Linked DNA regions of Ovis canadensis: region 1 is linked to region 2. A link is a contact called in public Hi-C data. All regions are on one chromosome and are shown on one strand. The core of a region is the stretch at or near the end of the contact, and the rest is flanking DNA. Distances in the headings are between cores, read along the strand shown. Region 1 has its middle 37 kb from the start of ADGRD1. Region 2 holds the start of MMP17 (matrix metallopeptidase 17).

Evidence for each region. A called contact is a pair of places that touch in the nucleus more often than the background predicts.
Region 1: a Hi-C map of lung shows a contact between it and region 2, with 6 times the contacts expected there. The contact joins the enhancer-like site here to the promoter of MMP17 in region 2. A contact is called at or near these places in 2 of 2 Hi-C or Micro-C datasets (fibroblasts and lung).

Annotation. Positions count from the first base shown.
Region 1 is chr17:56,635,953-56,638,760 of ARS-UI_OviCan_v2, reverse strand. No RefSeq gene overlaps it. Among named protein-coding and RNA genes, the nearest start is that of ADGRD1, 37 kb to the right of the region's middle. Within about 2 kb of position 1,285, the one cell type or tissue checked has open chromatin away from gene starts, as enhancers often do. A contact at or near this core is called in fibroblasts, where this site is marked.
Region 2 is chr17:55,643,122-55,645,945 of ARS-UI_OviCan_v2, reverse strand. It overlaps MMP17 (matrix metallopeptidase 17), which reads left to right and starts at 1,333. Exons shown (of 10, transcript XM_069556607.1): 1 at 1,333-1,554. The coding sequence starts at 1,411.

The sequences.
Region 1 (2,808 bases), core at 36-2,535, 990 kb before region 2:
TTCTCATCCTGTCCTGGACTTGGCTCCGGGGTGTAAGGCAGGTGGCCATGAACGTGCTGGTCCTGTGGGACACATGCTGCTTAGGCTGCGTGGCCGGGGAGTGACTGGGCGTCTGCAGAGCGGGAGTGCTGCTGGTCCTGTCGGACACATGCTCCTTAGGCTGGGTGGCCGGGGAGTGACTGGGGGTCCATGGAGCGGGAGTGCTGCTGGTCCTGTGGGACACATGCTGCTTAGGCTGGGTGGCCGGGGAGTGACTGGGGGTCCATGGAGTGGGAGTGCTGCTGGTCCTGTCTCTCCTTTCTTCGGGGGCCCAGGGTTTCCTGTCCTTCGGCGGCCACAGGGCTTCCCACGCATGTGGGTGTGGCTGATGGAAGTGAGTGGATCGAACGTGATGCTTCCAGTCTTGACCTGGGAATCACCCCTCAGCAGCAGCCGTTTCCTCGAGGGCCCGCCTGCTGGCTTGAGAGAGGTCAGTTGGTTGAAGGTGCCCTGGTCCTGGTCACCACACAGAGATCTGTGTGAGTATGACCACAATCTGGGGTCTGTGTGAGCGAGAAGTGGTGGGTGGGCATCGGCGATTCTGGATTTGCTTGTTCCTGAAGTTGGCATTGTCTTATCTGACACAGAACCAGGCTGTCTTTTGGGCTTCCGGGTGGCTCAGCGGTAAAGAATCCACCTGCAATGCAGGAGATCCACGTTTGATCCCTGGGTTGGGAAGATCCGCTGGAGGAGGAAACGGCAACCCACTCCAGTATTTTTGCCCCTGGGAAATCCCATGGACAGAGGAGCCTGGCGGGCTACAGTCCACGGGGTTGCAAAGAGTAAACAGCAACAACAGCAAGGCTGTCTTTCCGATCAGGGGCTGAGGGGCAGGAGGAGAACCAGCTGGTGGGGCGAGGGGTCATCCACACTGCCTCCAGACTCATGTCGGTAACACCATCGCAGGGTGATTCATGTAACAAAACTGGAACCAAACTGGCCGTCAAGGGGTCACCAAGGCTCACCTCCATGCCTGCCATCTTCAGAGTGGCGGTGTGAGCTCCCCTGACCTTTCTCCTAGTGGAATCAGGTCCTATCACTGACACTCAGAAATCAGACGCTGCTCATGGAATTCAGCAACGCCTTCACTGGCGCTTCTCTGCCAACACGCACTTCGTGGCCAAATGATGACCAGGCCAGGCTGTTTGGACTGTTGTAAATTTATAAGCCTGTGTTCCTGCCAAGGGCGTGCCGCTTGGCCTCAGCATCCCATCGAGTTGCGGGGAGGAGGGGTGGCCGGCTTGGCTGACAACAGACAAAGTATGTGTAAACATTTTTCCCCTGCTGATATCAAGCATATTAGTCAGGGGTCTTGGTGGGAAGCCAGAGACCGCCCCTGGCTCTCTTGTGCAAAAAGGAAAGTTTTGAAAAGGATGTTGAGGGATCAGAGTCACTGGGGCGATGAAGGGTGGGGCTTGGAAAATAGAACTGACTAAGGGGGCTTGGGGAGGCTGGCTTGCAGGAAAGGCAGCAAGCCCAGGGTGTGAACCTGCAGTGGGCTTTGTTCCCCAGGATGTGGAGGCCAGGGAAGAAGACCATACTCACAGACTTCCCATGAACCTGCCGTGGTGGGGAAGTAGAGGATTTGTCCTCTTCAGGCTCCAGAGTAGGTATGATGTCACTGCCTACCACATTCATGTATAATGACAAATTCCTCCAAAACAATTAAGAAATTTTCTTTCTGAGAAATACCGTATGACATCTGTTATATGCAGAATCGAACAGAAATGATAAAATGAACTTATTTGTGAAACAGAAACAGACTCACAGACTTAGAGAAGAAATTTATGGTTGCTGGGGTGAGTGGAGGGAAAGGATAGTTAGGGTGTTTGGGATGGATATGTACACATGGCTATATCTAAAATAGATAACCAACAAAGGGGCTTCCCAGCGGCTCAGTGGGAAAGAATATGCCTGCCAGTGCAGGAGATGCAGTTTTGATCCCTGGATAGGGCAGATCTCCTGAAGGAGGGAACGGCAACCTATTCCAGTATTCTTACCTGGAAAATCCCATGGGTGGAGGAGCCTGGTGGGCTACAGTCCAGGGGATCACAAAGAATCGGACACAACTGAACACACATACACATACACCGCAACCAGCCAGGACTTGCTGTATAGCACAGGGAACTCTGCTCGATGTGATGTGGCAGGCTGGATGGGAAGGGAGTCTGGGGGGGAATGGGTACAGGTATATATATGGCCGAGTGGCTTTGCTGTTCACCTGAATCTATCTATTACAGCTTTGCTATACTCTCCAATATGAAATAAAAAGTTTAAAAAAAACTCACACAAGAAATTTTTTCTTTCTTTCCCGTGGAAAAGCCTAGATAAGGGTTGGTGATGCTCTTCCATGAGGAGTTTCAGGGATGCAGGCCCTTCCAACTTGAGGCTCAGAATGCTCTGCCTTCAAGCAAAGAGCACAGACAGGAACCCCAGAAAAGCTTGGCCTGTATGGGAGCAGGGGAATGTAGAACACGCGTCTCTTCTTATCATCACAGTCACAGAATTGGTGATGTCACTCAAAGAGATGCTAGGAAACAGAAGCAAAAGGATGCAGGTGAACTGTCGATTAAACAAATATACGCAACCTAAAAGTTGAGAGTTAGGTTTTATTTGGTGGAAATGTTAGGACTCAGCCCAGGAGACAGTATCTCAGGTGACCCCAAGAGAGCTGACTTCAAGGAAGCTGGGGAGGAGCCAGACTATATACAAGTTTGCAGGGAGGAGCAGGTTATCTGAACACTAAAAGATTATTGTTAATTAAGAGAA
Region 2 (2,824 bases), core at 84-2,583:
AGCAAAGTTGGGGGGTATGCCTGTGAATGGTCAGGGAAGGGTCCTTGCTGAATCTGATCTCAGCAGAACAATATAATGGTCTTCTGAGCAGGTGCAGAGTCTCCATGCTCCAGAACAGGCCACTGAGGCTCTGAGAGTAAGGGTGAGGGTTGGCGGGGAGTAGGATAAGCAAGACCTTCCCAGAGGGGAGCCAGTAGGGAGGGGACTCTGCCCTGAAACCCAGACCACACTTCAGTGGAGGGGCCACCGCTTCCCTCAGACTGGGGGACGTGGGTTCAGAAGTGCCTGGGCCTCTAGAACTGGACCACAATCGACAGCAGGAGCTGAGAGTGGGGGTGGGGCGTGGGAGGGGAGAGGTTGTAGGAATTGTAACTGAGGTGTAGGGATATTTACATTGGAACCTTGGCCCCCACATGCCCTGGGGATCCTTTGATCCTTTGGCTCTGTGACCTCCCACAAGTTAGTTTATTCCTCTGAGGCCTCAGTTTCCTCATTTGAAAAATGGAATGATAGTTTCTATCTCGAAAGATGTTGTGAGAAGTAAACGGGTATATACGGTAGGCGATTAACTAGTGCACGGCACACACTAACCTCTCAGCAGACTTCAGCTACTAACATTGCCCTCCCCACATCCTCAATAAGCGCAACCCCGGGTCTTCGCTGACCCCCAGTAGCTCCCAGACCCCACCAGAGTCGGTCCCACCGCCCCAGCTCTCATCCCAGCCCCTCCCAAGATCCCCCCGCCCTAGCTTCACCGCAACCCGGCTCCTCCCCCTCGCCCACCCCCCGACCCCCTCTCGGTGCCCACCCCTACGCCGACCCCTCCCACTCTCGCACCTCGCCCCTCACCCGACCCCCACCGCTCAAGCCCACCCAGCCCCCACCTCCTTTCTACCACGGTGCAAAGGCTCCCCCAAGCGTTCGCCGGGCGCTGTGCGGCTGCCGCTCCGGGTCCCCACCAGTGACCGCGAATCCGTGCTCAGCTCGAGGTCCGCGTTCGCGCGGTCTGAAGGGAGAGGACGGGTCCGTCCCCCGGCGGGCGGCCCCGAGCTCCGGACTCTGTGCTCCCGCCAGCAGGCCTCCGCTTCCCCCGGGGCCGTCTGGGGACACTTGAGAAGTGCCTTCCTTCGGGCCGCCACAGCCAAGGTGCCCGTGTGGATTCGCCGGGCGGGGGCGTGTGCGGAATCTGAGCATCCTCTCGGGGGCGCGGGACTCTGGCTGGAGCGGGACGCGGACCCTTTAAGGAGGGGCGGGGCGAGCGCCGCCGGCGGTCATTAGCATATATTAGCATGTCCCGCCCCGCCGCTGGGAGGCGGCGCTGGGCTCAGTCGGGCCGGGAGCCGGGCGCGGGCGCGGGGCGCACGGGCGCCGGGGAACTGCCACCGCTGCGCCGCCCGCCCTTTGAGCGCGATGCGGAGCCGCGCCGCCCGGGGACCCGGCCCGCCGTTTCCCCGGGCCGGGGTCCCGCCGCTGCCGCTGCTGCTGCTCGCGCTGGCCGCTCGTGGGGGCTACGCGGCGCCCGCGCCCCACGCGGAGGACCTCAGCCTGGGAGTGGTGAGTGTGCGGCCGGGAGGCGGGCTCCCGCGGCCCGGGGAGACCCCATCAGGGCGCCTGCGGGAACCCGGACGCCCTGGACCCATTTCCTGGGCGGGAAAGCTGAGGCTGGGTCGTAGGCTGAGTGTCTGACGCGTGCCCACCCGGATCTGGGAGAGCCGCGCTGGGTCCCTCCTGGGCTGCGTGCGCCGGGAGCCCGCCGCAGTCGCAGGAACCCTCGGAGGTTGGCGGCTTACCTGGCCGAAGCCCTGTCCCCGACTACGTGCAGCCCCAAAGAGGCCCCTGAGGCGGATGGGACAGCAGTCGCAGCCGCCCAGAGCTGGGCATCCCGCGTGCGTTCCCAGTGGGAGTGGCGGGGGTGGGAGGTGCGCACCCACAACAGAGAAAAGGACGGAGCTGCGGAGTGTGGGCGCCCCGGAAAGCTGGTGGTTTCGAGTTTGCTTCGTTGAGGATGTTGAGGAACAAGGGAACCGACCCCCAACCCTCCACTAAGCATGGACCTTGGCCCTATTTCCTGTTCCCTTCCACCCCCAGGACGGCCAGCCTTGCCTTGCCACCCTTGTCCTCGTCCTGAACCTGATGAGGTGTCCCACACAATTCGCAGGCTCGGATGTAGCCCCACCACCTTATCCTGCGCTTCCCCCCCGCCCAGTATCAGCTGTGTCCCACTGGCTTGGAAACCATACCGAGGGGCTGCGCAGTGGCCTCTTCCCACGTCCCCTCCCCCGTTCAGTCCGCCAGGCTTGGAGCCTCCTCCTTGGGACTTGGAAGATTTAGATCACACTTTATGAGTCTCCACCCCCAGGCCCGGGGAGGCCAGGTGTGGGCACATGGGGGCTGATGGATTAAGCAGATTCCTTCTGAGGCTTCCACCCTGCAGTTGCCCTCACTTGGGCTCCCTGCCTCTGCACCTGGCCCTCAGTAGTCTCCTAGAAGGGTGCTGGCAGGGCTCCGCTCCCAGGCTATTAGCATTCTCGAGCTCCAGGTGGATTTCAGGCCAGTGCAAGCATTTGGGGGGCATCCACAGCCCCGTGGTTGGCAGGACTTGGCCACAGGTTCTGGGTGAGGAACAGTCTCTGGCCGCCCCCACCCACCTGCCCTGGTCCCCCTGCAGTCATCTGGGAGGGCACAGCCACAGTCCGTGCTGGCTGCACTCGAGGGACCCCCAGAACCGCTTCCTCCCAGCCAAACTGCTCTGAAATTCGGGTGCCTTTACCCATCTCTGGGGCTTGGGGTGTCCTGAATCCCCTCTTGGGGTGCAGGCTCTGAG